Regions from separate parts of the Sus scrofa genome. Here region 1 is linked to region 2. Evidence: chromatin contacts called from public HiChIP or PLAC-seq data. All regions are on one chromosome and are shown on one strand. Each heading gives the region's core, a stretch centred on a gene start, on an enhancer-like site or on the middle of the called end of the contact. The rest is flanking DNA. Distances are from core to core; before and after follow the strand shown. Region 1 overlaps ASAP1 (arf-GAP with SH3 domain, ANK repeat and PH domain-containing protein 1). Region 2 overlaps ASAP1 (arf-GAP with SH3 domain, ANK repeat and PH domain-containing protein 1).

The links. HiChIP or PLAC-seq counts read pairs in DNA pulled down with a chosen protein or histone mark.
Region 1: an H3K27ac HiChIP or PLAC-seq map of alveolar macrophages shows a contact between it and region 2. The contact joins two enhancer-like sites. A contact is called at or near these places in 5 of 47 Hi-C or Micro-C datasets (embryonic fibroblasts, heart right ventricle, liver and 1 more) and 2 of 2 datasets of contacts at active chromatin or transcription factors (alveolar macrophages and skeletal muscle).

The regions. Positions count from the first base shown.
Region 1 is chr4:10,336,398-10,343,624 of Sscrofa11.1, forward strand. The region is part of intron 5 of ASAP1 (arf-GAP with SH3 domain, ANK repeat and PH domain-containing protein 1); the gene reads left to right. Among named protein-coding and RNA genes, the nearest start is that of FAM49B, 140 kb to the right of the region's middle. Within about 2 kb of position 4,569, at least 28 of the 83 cell types and tissues checked have an H3K27ac peak or open chromatin away from gene starts, as enhancers often do. A contact at or near this core is called in alveolar macrophages and retroperitoneal adipose tissue, where this site is marked.
Region 2 is chr4:10,188,998-10,196,762 of Sscrofa11.1, forward strand. All of the region lies in intron 3 of ASAP1 (arf-GAP with SH3 domain, ANK repeat and PH domain-containing protein 1), which reads left to right. Among named protein-coding and RNA genes, the nearest start is that of ASAP1, 89 kb to the left of the region's middle. Within about 2 kb of position 3,709, at least 15 of the 83 cell types and tissues checked have an H3K27ac peak or open chromatin away from gene starts, as enhancers often do. A contact at or near this core is called in alveolar macrophages and retroperitoneal adipose tissue, where this site is marked.

The DNA of each region.
Region 1 (7,227 bases), core at 3,319-5,818, 150 kb after region 2:
TTTTTTTTCCCTTTAAGGCCGCACCAGAAACATGTGGGAGTTCCCAGGCTAGGGGTCAAATCAGAGCTACAGCCACAGCCACGCAGCATCTGAGCCACGTCTTCAACCTATACCACGCTCATGGCAACACCGGATCCTTAACCCTCTGGGTGAGGCCAGGGATCAAACCCACATTCATTACCGCTGCGCCACCACCGCTGCGCCAAAGGGAACTCCGGCATTGCCTTGGTAGACTGTGCGTGAGGACGGCCCATCTGACATAAAGACTGGAACCTGTACCAGTACTCCTCCAGCTCCTGTTTGTCTTTAGCTTGCAGAGACTTTCTCCTCTGCTTTTTTCTCTTTGGCTTCTCTCTTTGGTGACTTACACATGTTGTGTTGGAAGAGTGTTAGCCAGTAGCTCTCAAACTGTTGGGTGTTAGATCCGCAATCTTAAAAATGGTGGAGGACACCAAAGAGTTTTTGTTGACATGGACTGCTTCTATCCATATTTACTATTTGAGAATATAAAACTGAGAGACCTTTTTAATGTATTCATTCATTATGTTGCAGTATGTTATTTTGGCGGAAGTAGACCCAAAAACTACACTCATATAGCTCTGTATATTGGGAAGAGAGAAAAGTACTTTAAAGTGAGCCTTTTTGGATAATTATCAATATTTTTCTCTGATACTACGTCAAAACTTGATGGGGGTTTCTTAAAAGTTGGTAGCAGTATGAATCTGCAACCATATACATGGATTTTAAGGATTTGGAAATTGTCAAGCTCATGGTGATTGAAGTTTTCCAAAATTTTAACTTTTCTCTGAAAGCTCCATTATGTTTTTGTTTTTTTTTTTCTTTTTTGGGGGGGCAGATCTTTTTAGGACCATACTGCAGCATATGAAAGTTCCTAGGCTAGGGATCTAATCCAAGCTGCAGCTGCTGTCCTACACCACGGCTCACGGCAGTGCCGGATCCTTAACCCACTGGGTAGAGCCAGGGATCAGACCTGCATCCTTATGGACACTAGTCGGGTTCGTTACTGCTGAGCCACATCAGGACCTCCTGAAAACTCCAGTTTTATTGTTAGCAACAAGTTCTGTCACTTGTGTACTGTGTTGTGACAAGTAATTCGTTTTCAAGACAGTGTTTGCCAAATACCCAAGTCTCAATATTGTCAGTCATTTTTTCAAAGAAAAAAAATGGCGTTCCACTTGAAAACTAACAAAACCAGCTAGTTCATTCTGAAACTAGAAAAACTGCATCTGTGCTTTTTTCTCAAGACGACATCATATCTTGTTATGCCTTGGAAGTTCTCTGCTTCTGATGCATCCTGTGTCCTCAAAAGGAGTATTAAAAAGATATGCTCGGATCAATATGTAGTACAGTCAGTCATTTTTTTACATTTCTTCATGGGCATTCTTAAAGGGAAACAGCTTGTTTTGGGGTTTGTTTGTTTGGTTTTTTTTTGTCTTTTTGCCATTTCTTGGGCCGCTCCTGCGGCATATGGAGGTTCCCAGGCTAGGGGTCTAATCGGAGCTGTAGCCACCAGCCTACGCCAGAGCCACAGCCACACAGGATCTGAGCCGCATCTGCGACCTACACCACAGCTCACGGCAACGCCGGATCGTTAACCCACTGAGCAAGGGCAGGGATCGAACCCACAACCTCATGGTTCCTAGTCGGATTCGTTAACCACTGTGCCACGACGGGAACTCTGTTTTGGGTTTTTAATTAAATCGTAAGAGCATGACCGAGATGAATACAGTGACAAGTTTGTGGCAGTGCCTTACACCACACCAGGGCACCAGAGTTTTACTCCATTATTTGTGCACTATCAGTGCACATGTGAAGACAGTGAAAAGGTCAGATAAAAAGCTTTTAGCATTTTGCTGTGAAAATGCTTTTGACCTTGAGCCCTTGAGAACCGCTGGCATCAGAAACCAAAGGCTTTGCTGTGAGTCCAGCCCTGCTAAGTGGATTAACGTGGTCGCCTAACTCACCAGCATGAGTGTCCTCTCTGGAAGGGGTGGGGCGGGGCGTGCCTCCCTTCCTCCCCTGTCTCTTGCGTGAGGATCAGAGTCTACCCCCAAGGGGAGAAATTGTGGAAATTGCCAGGTCTTTGAGTCACACACAGTGGATCACTACCGTATCAGTAGATTGCGTCAATGAGAATACTCCTGCGCCATCAACAGCCGCTGCAGGGACTTTCTTTCTTCTCCGATTGTAAGAAAGAACACTCCTAGTGGGGAAATTTCAGAATACAAAGAGCAAATTCCAGGTTCTCTTTTGCATCCTTCTTACCCTGAGATGACCAGCATTGCTGTTTTGGGTTTGTCTTTTTTTTTTTTTTTTTTTTTTTTTTTTTTTGGATTTTCAGGGCCACACCTGCAGTTTAGTTAAGTTCCCAGGCTATGGGTCCAGTTGGAGCTACAGCTGCCGGCCTGCACCACAGCTCACGGCAACGCCAGATCCCCTACCCACTGAGCCAGGCCAAGGATTGAACCTGTATCCCTGTGAATACTAGTTGGATTCCGTTTCTGCTGTGCCACAATGGGACCTCCCAGGGTTTGTCTTTCTGGTCCTCTTTTTCTGCGCTTTTCCCCCCAGATAGAGGAAATCTCATGTCCTAAGCAACTTTGCACTGAGGTGGCTTTCACTTACTGTTGGCCTTAGAGCATGTGCACTTTCCCGGCTGGGGACAAGTTATAGACTCAGAAGTTGGAGAGCATGTGACTTTCCAGAGAGCCCTTCTGAAGGACCCCTCACCCCTGGCAGGTTAGCGCTCGTCCCAGTGCTGGGCCATCTGCTTGCCCGTCAGCCCCTGGCAAGCCAGGTGCTGGGACAGGAGTAGGAGCGGAGAACTTGCCTGTCCAGCAGGACAACCCAAGTACGTACAGGAGAGTCTTTTGTCTCTTTCTTTCGTGTCCTCCCACTGTGGGCTGCTGATGTCTTAAAGCGAAAGCAAGAAGTTCCGCAAAACAGTCATATTTTAACAAGATGACTTTGCCATTTATGTATTTTTCTGATGTGAATCTAGAGCATCCAAAATTACAGAGCTAGAGAACAGACCAGTGGTTACCAGGTTGGAGGAGAGGGCAGGGGTGTGACCGTAGAGGCGTAACCCAAGTGAGTTCCTAGGACAGTTCTGTGTCTTGACTGGGGGGCAGTTGTGCTGTATCTATACATGTGGTAAAATGTCCTAGAAATATACACAAATATACCAGAAAATATGCGCACATAAAAGCTGGTGAAATTCAGATAAGGTCTGTAGTTTATTATTTGTCTCATGCCAGGGTTGATTTCTGGGTTTTGATAACGTGGTTTATAGCCCATGTAGCCTATTCAGAGAAGTGGGTTGACTACCTACAGAGAACCTCTCTGTACTATTTTGCCACTTTTGGGTGTGAATCTATAATTTTTTTCAAAATAATAAGGTTAATAAGAATGTAAGTTATCAGAGTCTCGTGAGGGAGGGAAAGTTGGAGAAAGTCACACGACAGACGGGAGAGTAAAACAAAAGTACAGAGCAAAAGCCGGACTCTTCACTCCTCACCTCTCTGCTAGTCCTTTAGACCACTTTCTACTTCCTTTTAACTGTTAGAGGTTTTCTAAACCAGTCTTTCGAATTTTTCCCTCCAGTTGAAGACCTTTATGGGGTCCCCCTTCCCGAAGGTGAAGCCATTTAGCCGTTTCCTCCTGGAAGTGGATCCGTTGGTCCCGTTTGACTCTGTCTGCAGAGTACTGCCTCTTAGTGGTGAGAGGCAAGAAGGAGCCGACGTGACCTATTTTGTTGATGTTTTTAATATGTTTATGGCGAGGTTTTAAGGGCTTGGGGTTTTATGTCAAGTATCTTTCATAGGTTTGGTTCATAGTCTGCGTAGTAGATAGTAGCCTTTTTTTAATTATAAGAAATATTTCTCGGAGTTCCCGTCATGGTTCAGTGGTTAACGAATCCGACTAGGAACCAAGAGGTTGCGGGTTCGATCCCTGGCCTCGCTCAGTGGGTTAAGGATCCGGCGTTGTCGTGAGCTGTGGTGTAGGTCACAGATGTGGCTCGGATCCCACGTTGCTGTGGTTCTGGCGTAGGCTGGTGGCTACAGCTCTGATTCCACCCCTAGCCTGGGAACCTCCATGTGCCGTGGGAGCGGCCCTAGAAAAGGCAAAAAGACCCAAAAAAAAAAAAAAAGAGAGAGAGAGGTATTTCTTTGGGTGACTTACCAGTCTCTCTGAAATCACCCTTATATAAAAGAGGCCTTCCTGATCAGCGTCGGTTGCGGACAGAGCAAAGGCTGTGTCTTGCTTCCAGGCCTTTATGTATTCAGGTCCTTCTGCTTCAGACGCCCTTTAGTTAATACATTAATGGTGAGGGTCTTCCTTGTAAGGAAAAAAAAGGAGGAAGGAAACAGTGATCTTGAACTTTGGCTGTTTCTCAGTGTTTTTTATTTTTCATTTGCCTAAATGCACAGAACCAAGATTATTTTTAGTCCTTTCTTTTTTGGTCCGCTCTTGCAACGAAAGCAGTATACTTGCGAAACAGCACTGGGTCTGCTCTGTACCCAGCGTCAAGCCGTCATCCTGTGATCCTGGCGGAGAAGCTAAGGAGTCAACAGAGCATCGCATCCGTTTTATTACCGAACCACACAAACGGGATGGGAGAGGAGTAATTGGTGGATTGAAATAGATTCTCAATGGGCAGAGGAAAACCATTTAAACCAGACCCCAAGAGCCCCAATGTGGCAGCAGGTTTAGAAACGCGAAAAAGCTCTTTGGGAATAGTGGGAGGTGCCCAGGAGGGTGTTCGTCCCGCCCGGACTCCGCGGCCCGATGCCTGCTTTTCCACGAGCCTTTGGACAGTTCTCGCTTGCTTCAGAGCCTGAACCGCCGTTAAGCGTTAGAAGGCAGTTATTGCTTCAGAGCTGCTGAAGCAAAGCAAAGATTTCTCCAGCTGCGCAGCATTTCCTGTTTGCAACCTCTGACTGCAGGGTATTGTGGTTGGGGTTAAGGATTTTTTTTTAATGGTTCATTTCTTTTCTTTTCCCTTCACATGAGACTAGTTAGAAATGTGCTGTTTGGGTCTCCATTTGCAGCAGACAGATTATTGCTCAGGTTGTTCTTTGAAACACGGAAAAGTGCTGAAAGCATGCATACCCTCCGTAGTAAATTGGTAGGCCCTGGGTGTTCTGGATTCTATCATACATTTTAAAACGCCCATCATCTTGCAAAATGGTAATCCATAATTGGCAGGTTTCAGGCCAGGGATCTCATGTCCCGAAATGCTGTGCTGCCCATTAGTATTATGGGATGTTTCGTGACATGAGAGCTGTCCGCGTGGTTGGGAGGGTGGGTAAGAAGGAAGAGGTTTTCTTTTTCCTTTCTATTCTGAAAGTTGTGTGTGTTCATACAAATTTAAGAAAAAGGAAATTTTAAGTCAGAAACTAAAAGTCATTACATAATGCAAACTTAGGATAATACTAATAGTACAGTTTTTCCTCTGAAACAGTGTCATAGATTTAGGCACAGATGCTGATCATTTATACACAAATACACATATTATGTGTGCACGTGTCATCCAAGTCCATGGTCTCTTCTTCAAAACCCTTGGGGTTAGGAGTTCCCGTCATGGCTCAGCAGTAACGAGCCCATGGATTGGTATCCATGAGGACGTGGGTTCTATCCCTGACCTTGCTCAGTGGGTTAAGGATCTGGTGTTGCCATACGCTATGGTATAGGTCACAGAGTTATGGTGTAGGTCACAGACGCCGCTCGGATCCTGTGTTACTGTGGTGTAGGCCGGCAGCTATAGCTCTATTTCAACCCCTAGCCTGGGTTGAAAAAGACAAAAGACAAGGAAAAAAAAAGAAAAAAAAACACTTGGGGTTAGATGTTTTTCAAAATTCAGCATTTTACAGATTTCAGAACGGCAATGGGTGTGCATTGCCCTATGTTATGTAACGCCCCCTAGTGACTTCTCAGGTAAATAGTTACATGAAGGATAAATGAAGAGTCCCACTTATTTCAAGTCCAGGCTAGCCACAAAGTGAATTCAGGTCAGGTCAGGTCAGGTTTTGTTATTAAATCAGTTTTGTTTTTTTAAAAGACTTTGTGTTATACATACATTTTGCAAACTTCTTTTAAAGCTTGTTAGCTCTCCTTGACCGTACAAATAAAATTGCAAAATCACTTTAACAGGTTATATAATATTTCACTGTATAACTAAATAGTAATTCCCTTTATAGGATTTGAATTTTACAGTCATCAGTACGATGCACCTTGTTTGTTTTTGTTTTTTGTTTTTGTCTGTTTCCTTTGTCCTTTTAGGGCCGCACCTGCGGCATATGGAGGTTCCCAGGCTAGGGGTCGAATCGGAGCTGTTGCCGCCGGCCTACACCACAGCCACAGCAACTTGGGATCCAGGCCGCATCTGTGACCTACACCACAGCTCAGGGCTATGCCAGATCCTTAACCCACTGAGCCAGGCCAGGGATCAAACCCACAGCGTCATGGTTCCTAGTCGGGATTCTTAACCATTGCCTGCTGCGCCACGACGGGAACTCCCAGATGTACCTTGTTTTAAGTACATCCAATATTCAGAACTCCTGGAAGCCTAAGAGCAAATTTTAGCATGTTTTTCTTTTTTTTTCTTCTTTTAAGGATTTACATTAAAAGTTTTTTTTTTAAAAAAAAGGAAGTTCTAATAATGCATTTGAAATAGCGTTCTTTTCATCCTGTGAATTTTATGTGCCATGAATAATGCTTTTGATTTAACGTTGTGTGTTTGTGGTTATGTGGCTACCGAGTAGTATTCCACTTGAAAGAGACTCACAGAACAGCATTTTGATGCTAGAAGAGACTTATATTTGAGAACTGGGGTTCTGTGATCGAGGAAGAAAGAGGAGGGAGGGAGAAAGAAACTCGTACTTGCTGGGGAAGGGGGTTCATTAGCCAGCGGCCAGTGTGGAAGAGGAGGTTCCTGACATTTGCTTATCAGCACCTCTTTTAAACAAAGATCTGATTGAAGCCTTCAGGCTGGTAAAGTTTTCATTATTTCTATGGTTAACTCTTTGTCTCTACAAATAATACTGATGTTAAGTGTTTTATCGTGGGCTTACTACATGCCGGGCACTGTTTGAAAAGCGCTTTTTTACATGTTGCATTAGTTTGGATAGGTGAGGATACGCTGCAGTAATAACTCAGCCCCCAGTTCCCCACGGCGTAAGGTAGGAAGGGTTTACTTCCTCCTCC
Region 2 (7,765 bases), core at 2,459-4,958:
ATGATCTCTTGGGCATGTTCTTCCATAGTGATGACCAGAGGTCATCAGTCTTTGATAAACTCTCTCAAGTCCGCAAGTGTTGTTCCCGGGAATCTCACCCTTAGGGCCTGCGTGGCCAGGGCCTGGAGTCTGATCCTGTTCAGAAGTTCTCAGTGTTCTCGAATGCAGCTGCTTTACTTCTCTTGGACGTTGAAAGTTGGTAAACTTGATAGGAAGTGCGTCTTTATATAGGGGCCACTAAAACTTGGTTGTAGTCTTACAGAAAAACAAGTCTCAGGAAGAGTTTAGATAAAATCAGGGTTGGTCTTGTGCATTGCTTAAGGTAAGGAAAACAGGCTTTCTTTGTCCTTGAACTCTTGAAAACAACAAAAGGTGAACTGGCCTTCCCTGGATGCCGCTGTCCCATGCAGAATTCTGGGCTCCTGTGGCTCATCCTCCAGTCTGGAGGTACTTGGGATGAGTGTTCTCGGGACAGAACCAGCCAAGGCCAGTGAGCGAAGAAGAAATTTGCCTGCAGAAGCAAAGAGAAACTTCCTTTATATACCAGGACTCCGGCTCTTTCTAAAACAAAGCTCAAACCTGTTAGCTGGCTAGTCCAAGCTAATGCTGTTTACCTTTTATACACGTCTTTAGGGTTTAAAAGACCTAAAGTAGTTAGTTAAAAAACCTAAGTAGTAGTTATCCACATCTACTATCTAATAAAACCTTGTCTGGTAGCATTTTTATCATTCTTGAATGAACCAAGGCTCTGCCAGGTAAAATGACTTGCCCAAGGCACTAAATGCCCTAAAAATGCAGGGTTTCTGGATTTAGAAGCCTTTCTATTTCTTCTTTTGTCTGCCAGGGTTTTGTTTTGGGTTTTTTTGTCTTGCAGATGTCTCCTGATAATTTTTCTTATCTTCAATTGATTTCTAGAGCCGGGAGAGAAGGAGTTTGGGGATGGGGGATGTCCTGGGGCTCTTTCAGTGCCTTGTTTTAGTGCCATTCAGTGCTTTCAGGTAGGAGTAGAGAGCGAACCTGAATTTGGGAACCTGATCTTGCTAGCCTGTCTGATAACAAGTCCTGGTCTCACATGACGTACTGTGGGAGGCCCCAGCAGCCCTTCCTGATGTGGGGCTAGGAGGCTTTCATTAGAAGCGTTTGTGGTGGTGGGTGTCCACACACTCCCAGACCTTGCCTTTGTGTCTGGGAGTCAAATGAGCCTCAGAAAGGTGGTTTCCATTTATGTCACCTAGTCATTTGGGGACTAGAGGCAGACCCTGGCGCCATTCCCACGTGTATTATCCAAACATGAGCAAGTGATGCATTGAATGGAGATGGCTTTTGCATCTAAGCCTCAGTTTCCTACTTGGGAAGTAAATGGCATTGTTTTGAGTGTATCATGCACGTGAGACACTCATCAGATGACTTCATCGCTGGTAAAATGCGGCCCTGTGTGCCAAGGTCCGACCTGTCAGATTAGTCAGCCTTCCTCCTGTGGGGCGGTGAGAAGCATTCCTCGATGGGGAGCTGGGCGGAGTTCTCACCCCTGTGGACCAGTGGCGACATTCAGGCCGAGGAGGCCAAAGCTCCCTTGCCGAGCTTAATGGCAGCCCTGTTATGGACCAGTGTATGTCAGGCAAGTCACCGAACCTTGCTGTGTCTTAGTGTCCTCCTGGGGACACTACGTCTCAGTGAGCCGGGGACTCTGAAGTGCTTGGAGCTGCGCCGGGCATGGGAAGGGCTCTATAAATGATTGTTCTTCTTCCCACTGCTGTCACAGTTTATTATTACTGGACTGGACAATGTGTAGCTGAGACTTGGTAGATTCGTTTCTGGAAGGGCGGGTGATGAGGGCAGGGACGCAGCCAGCTCGTGCCTTGGGGGACCTGGATGGTGGAGGTGCAGATGGGACTGGAGGGGGGACTAGGGCAGCACTGAATTCTTTGAGCTCTGGAGGTCATGGTCAAAGCCAACTTGATCTGAAACGGGGGGTCAGCTCAGTTTTACTGTATACTCAGCCCTTGGTGGTGTGCTCTGAAGTCAGGGGACTGTGACCAGTGCTGCTCCTTCGACCTACGCCAGCCCGATGGGCTCTGCTTCCTGTGGCACTGCCAATTCTTTGTCTGCTTCTCCCACTGACCCCCGTCTGCCAGATCCCTTCCATTGGTGCAAGGAGCTGGGACAGCGCTGCCCCTTCTGATTTTTCCCGGGGTCTTGGGGTAAAGAGCCTCTTTGGTACATAATAAATGCAGGTATTTAGTTTTGGTCATTTGTGGGGAAGTGCTGGGGGCAGCATGAATGCCTTGGCCCTGACCAGGACGAGCGTGGCAGCTGGGTTGTTTGCTTTACTGATTACAGCTTGAAGCACTGAGACCACAAGGAATTCTATTTTGGTTTGGAGGCAGGCGCCTTGACGTGAAAAGGATCTATCCTTGAATTTGCATTTCTGTGTGCCTCAGAACCTCTTTGGTGTCGGTGGAATGCGTGTCCATTGTGGGGCAGGGCTTGGGTCGGACCCGAGGCCCTCGACGCTGCTTGGTCTTAACAGAATTCGGGCGTTCACAGCTGGTTCTCCCAGCCCAGAGCCCCTCCTGAGCAGCCCTGTGTCGTGATGCTCTTTGTGGTCACTTACATAAGAACTGAATCTTTGCGCCAAGGCTATGGTATAATTTTCCTGAAAGAACTGGAATACATGTGCCTTTGATAAGACAGCACCCAGTTTAGCCACCCAGAAGCTAGGGGAACAAAATCCCAGCCTTCGGCCCCTGGGAGCTGAAGCCCCAGAGAGGCTGATTGTCCTTGATGGCAGGGGTGCAGAGAGCAGAGCAGCCAGGTCCAGCCGGACCCTCCCTTACCCTCCTCGCCGGGTGTGATTTGGATGGAGAGAAACACAAGCTCTTCGAGGCGCTTTCTCTCATCAATAGAACCTGGATACCGTGTATTTTTCTTGCGCTGTGCTCACGGCCTACGGCAGGGATGGCCGCGTCCCCAGTGCTGGGGGTTGTTACAAAGGACACTCGACAGAAGTGAAAAAGGCCCTAGAGACCGTTGATCCAGCTCCTCCGTTCTATGGATGAGGAGGCCAAGGCCCAGAAAGCCCAAGTGTGTCAGGCTCTTTTGTTAAGTCACAGATCCTGCTTCCCCCCAACAGAACAGGATACAGCCGTTCAGGCAAAATGAGGGTTTATTGTAAAGACTCGTGGGGTATTTTATGGCACGTGAGGGCAGGAACGGTAGGAAGTGAGGTCATTCTCTTTGGAGCCAGTGGTAGAGATGGGCATCCTTGGCCCTCCCAGCTCCCCGGCTCTGGTGCCCCCCCCCAGTTGAGCCGCCGTGCCTGACTGGGAGGGAGGACGGGGTTGGCCCAGCTGGGTCAGGAGACCACCACGGATGCAGTCAGCTGACAAGGCTGGGGAGGGGGCGCTCCTGATCAGTCAGGGGTCCCTCTTCAGCAGGTCTGGGCATGAAGGTGGTCCTCAGAGAAGGGTTCAAGGGCAGGGAAGCACCCTCTGTCACCGGCTCCCCCAGGGCGATGGGACCAGGATCCAGGTCTTCTAGTCCAGCAGCATCTTCCTCCTCGGGAGTGAGAGCGAAGTGGAGACCCCAGTCCCTCGAGGGGTGGTCGGGAGGACCCGCGGGGAAGGTCAGGCTGTGGCACCGGGAGTGTTAGCTTCGCTGGACTTCCCTCTGCGAGTCTCACCTCCCCGTGACCTCCTCCGCTCTAGTCATTTGGGACATTTTGAAGGGCTGTGGTCAGGGCACTGCGCTGCCTAGTTGCAGCTTTCCTGATGTGGTCGCGGAAGACCAACATTCTGCACAGGGTGTGGGCAGAGGAGGGACACGCCGCTGCGTTTAAACCCACAGCGATGACATGGTGCCCGGAAATAACCTCCCCAGATACCCGGGGCCACTGGGCAGCCGGGCTCAGCTCTGCGGGGAAGTGGTCTGGCTTGATTGGCGCCCCCCCCCCCCACCGAAGGTCTGGTCTGACGGGGGCCAGCAGTTTTCCTTCCGTGACCACTTAGACACACAATAAAATTGGAGTGTCTTTGCTGTTTTGAGGTGTGGGGCATTTTCTTTTACGTTTCATTAATCATTTCTTAAAATGTAGCCTCGTTCCTTTCCCTTGTAATGTTTATTCACATTACCAGCACTTATATAAAATGAGACACTCCTTATTTCCACGAAGTGCACATCGGAGTAAGCGTTCACTGCTGGTCCGACAGCTGCTGCTGCTTTAATAATAGTAATATTTTTCAAGGCATTGCAGCTGAATGCACTGCCTCCCGGTACCTAAAGTGGGGCCAAGGCAGATAACGCTGTCACTGTCCCAAGGCTTCGTCTGCATTTTGAGTAACAGAGTTTGAACAAATTCAGAATCTGCCACTACTGCAGTTAAGCACCTGCTCCGTGCTGGGCACTGGGCTGAATGCCTCACACACATCGTGTCACTTCATTTAATCCTTCCGACAGCTCTATGGGGGGGGGTGCGGTTTCCCCATTTTTCAGATGACAGCCCAGGCTTAGGAAGGATTCAGACCACTCCGTGCTCTTTTACCTCAGACTTGTTCTCAAGACAAAAGTGCTTTATAGTGAGAATGGAATGCAAATGACATAGAACAGTCAGGAAATAGGCTTCAGCTGAAGCATGAGAGATTTAGGTTAGCGCTGAATAAGAACTTCCTGACAGGATATTAAATACCAACTGGATGGTCACAGAAATCAAACCCCCCGACAGGCTAATTAACTGCGTTATGTACTTGCTTCCGTTCTACATGTAGCCCCTTCTACTAGACTGTACCGATCTTGAGGGAGGAGGTCCCTCCCTTTAACCTGCTTGTCACTCAGAGATTTGACTAATGAGGGTATATAATGAAGGCTACATTGAAATTGCCCTTGATCGATGCTTGCCGAGGGCAGGTCTGGGAAAAGTCTTCCAAGACCTGTTGTCTCCCTCCTCTCTGGACTTCAGTTGTACGCCTACCAGTTGGGTAGAGCATTTGGAAAAACCGCCCGTTGCTGAATTTCCTGAAGCTCTTGCCACAGATCCATGGCAGACCTGGATGCTGAGCTGAATTTTTGGTCTGGTCTTCTCGTGTCTGCAACCTACAGTCTTTCAGTGGATTAGCAGCTTCAGAAGCAGCGAGCACTCTGACTTTTGCGTTCCAGCTCTGTACCGAGTACAGAAATAACTGAGAAATGTGCTATTTCTGACCCTCACGACACCCAGCTGATAAATAATGGATAAATTCACACCCAGGTATGTGGGGCTTCAGAGCCCGCACCCGCCCCGTCTCCGGCCAGCCTTACTTTGTTGTAATTTAGCTGCAAAGTGCGGGGGACCAGGGGACAGTCGTGTTGGCATTGACCTTCTCAATGGAAACACACATGCATAGACACACAAACAAGACCTGCCTCCTCCAGGGGAAGAGAAGGCATTTTCCCTCCAGATGATTTGTGTTTCCTTTACGTTGAATGGGAGGCATTTAAATTTGGATAATTTACATCCATCAACTGGGGCAGCCAGTTCATGATGATTACGGAGAGAATTGGTGTTTTCAAAAAGAGCTGACCTCTCTGATTTTTCTTTACAAATGGCGAGGAGTGAAGCATGTGATTTTATGAGCAGTTCTCCTCTGGGTTAACTCGCCAGCATTTCTGTATCCGTTATAGCTGCTTACAAAGTGCTTTCATGTGTGTTGTCTCATTGCATCCACAGCCCTTGGTAAGGCAACAGAACTCCCGTTTCCACATTTGACAGATGAGGAAACAGAGGCTCAGAAAGTTAAAATGACTTGTCACAACGTTGAATAAGTAGCCGAAGCTTAAGGTCACTTCTGCCTTCCAGTCTCCTATGTTGTGCCCCCCGCCCCCAAGTGATTCAGTGTCTGAAAGAGACACACCTATGAGATGTTTTGCCAAGTGATTTTTAACTTAAAAGAATACCTTTTGACTTAAAAAAAATGGATTTTATTATTGGGCGTCTTTGTAATACTTTGCATTTTTAGATTCCCCTCTACCCACTCAAATGGCTTGTGTAGCCTCGTTTTTCCTTTTCCGTAGTAGCTCAGTTGTTCAAATGGTTTTTCCTTTGGGCGTGTTTCTGTTTTAGCTTGTTGGTTTGTGACTTTCACACGTACACAGAAGTAGAGAGACCAGCCTGAACCTCTCCGTACCTGTCACCTGTCACCCAGCTTCAGCGGTGGTCCACTTTGGCCTGTCCTCTTTTCATTTCTGCCTCCTCCCACCTTGATTTTTGGAAGCAGTCGTAGACACTGTTTCATTTCATGCATAAATAATCTAGTATATAGCCTTCCTTAAAACATAAGGAGTTGAAAACAACAGCAGCACGGAACCACAATAAGTATAATAATCACATCAAACAATGAATGTTTTCTCAATAGAGCATTAAGTATTCAGTCAGTGTTCAGATTTCCTGTTTTCTTTAAAGTAATTTGTTCAAATCAGGATCCAAATGCGATCCATGTGGTCAATTTGACCGACATAGATTTAAAGTTTCTTGAATCCGTGGGCAACCCCCTCTTTGCTTTGTAATTTATTTGTGGCGGATGGGAGGTGTTTGTGCTGAAGCATCTCCTATCGTCGGGTTGCGCTTGCAGCTCTCTGGTGTCGTGTAACGTGTGCTGCAGTCTCTTCTTAGCATACTCTCATCCCCGGTAATTTTTTCATATTGAGAATAAAAGGAAGGTATTCCCTTTGTAGAAAACATGGACGAGCATAAAAAAAAAGGGGAATTTAAAAGTCATCCATAATCCCACCAGCTGGGGCTGGCCTCGCCTGTCTGTCACTTCAGGCATTCCTCCTGCCTCTCTTCCTTTAACCCATGGCGAGCATCTCCCCATGTCATTAAAAAGTCCTCAGGCACATCGTGATGTTAACGGCGTCTCCCTCCTTCCCCTAAGTGACCCCCAACTCAGGAGCTTGGGTTTTAAGTAGCTGGCTCCGCAGTTGCCCCAGCAGTGAGTGTGGCTGCCCTGGGGGCGATAGATTCCTAGAAGGAGAATTCGTGGGTGAGGCATCAGGTGGATTCATGAATTTCTGATCCGGTTGTCATATAGCCGGACTCCCCCCAGAGGTGATCTGGTCGTGTTACACCCCAGTCCCGGGCAGCCTGCGAATGAGCTTTTTCCCAGCCTGCGAATGAGCTTTTTCCCAGGTAGGGACAGCCTTGAGCGAAGCCTTGACTTAAAGAGTTTCTCCAGAGGAAAAGGCTGGCCTGGGCTGTGCGTTGCCCTCCCAGAGGCGGCGGCCGCCGGCTGTTGCTGCGGGTGTGAAGAGAGGGATGCGGGTGTTTGCTGTCTGGTTGTGCAGCCGTGGGCGTGAAAAGCTGGGAACCGGCGACATCTGGGCCTCGCGGTGACTTCTTTGCTCATGTAGCCTCTCTGCCCAAATCCCCACTTGCCGTGGAACCAGGTCTGTGAAGGCCTGTGCCTTGTGGGTTTAGGAATAAAGAAAAAGCCTTCCCCGCAGAAGGGGGATGTGCAGGGAGCGGACCTGGAGGCCCTCGGGCTCCTCGATGGGTGTCCCCCAGCCTCCGCCAGCTCCTCTTCTTTCGCCCTCTCTTCCCTCGTAGCCCCCTGGGCCACCTCTCCAGCTCCTTTGGATCTCAGACCCAGGTCCTGCCTCGTCCTCCACCTACGGTTGTGAATGAGCGGGTTGGGGGGTTGCTTCTCCCCACCGGCTGCGAAGTAGGCGGCCAGTGGCAGGTGTTTGGGAAAGAGGGGCTCCTTCAGAAGTCAGGTGGGCTTGACGTGGGTGGGGG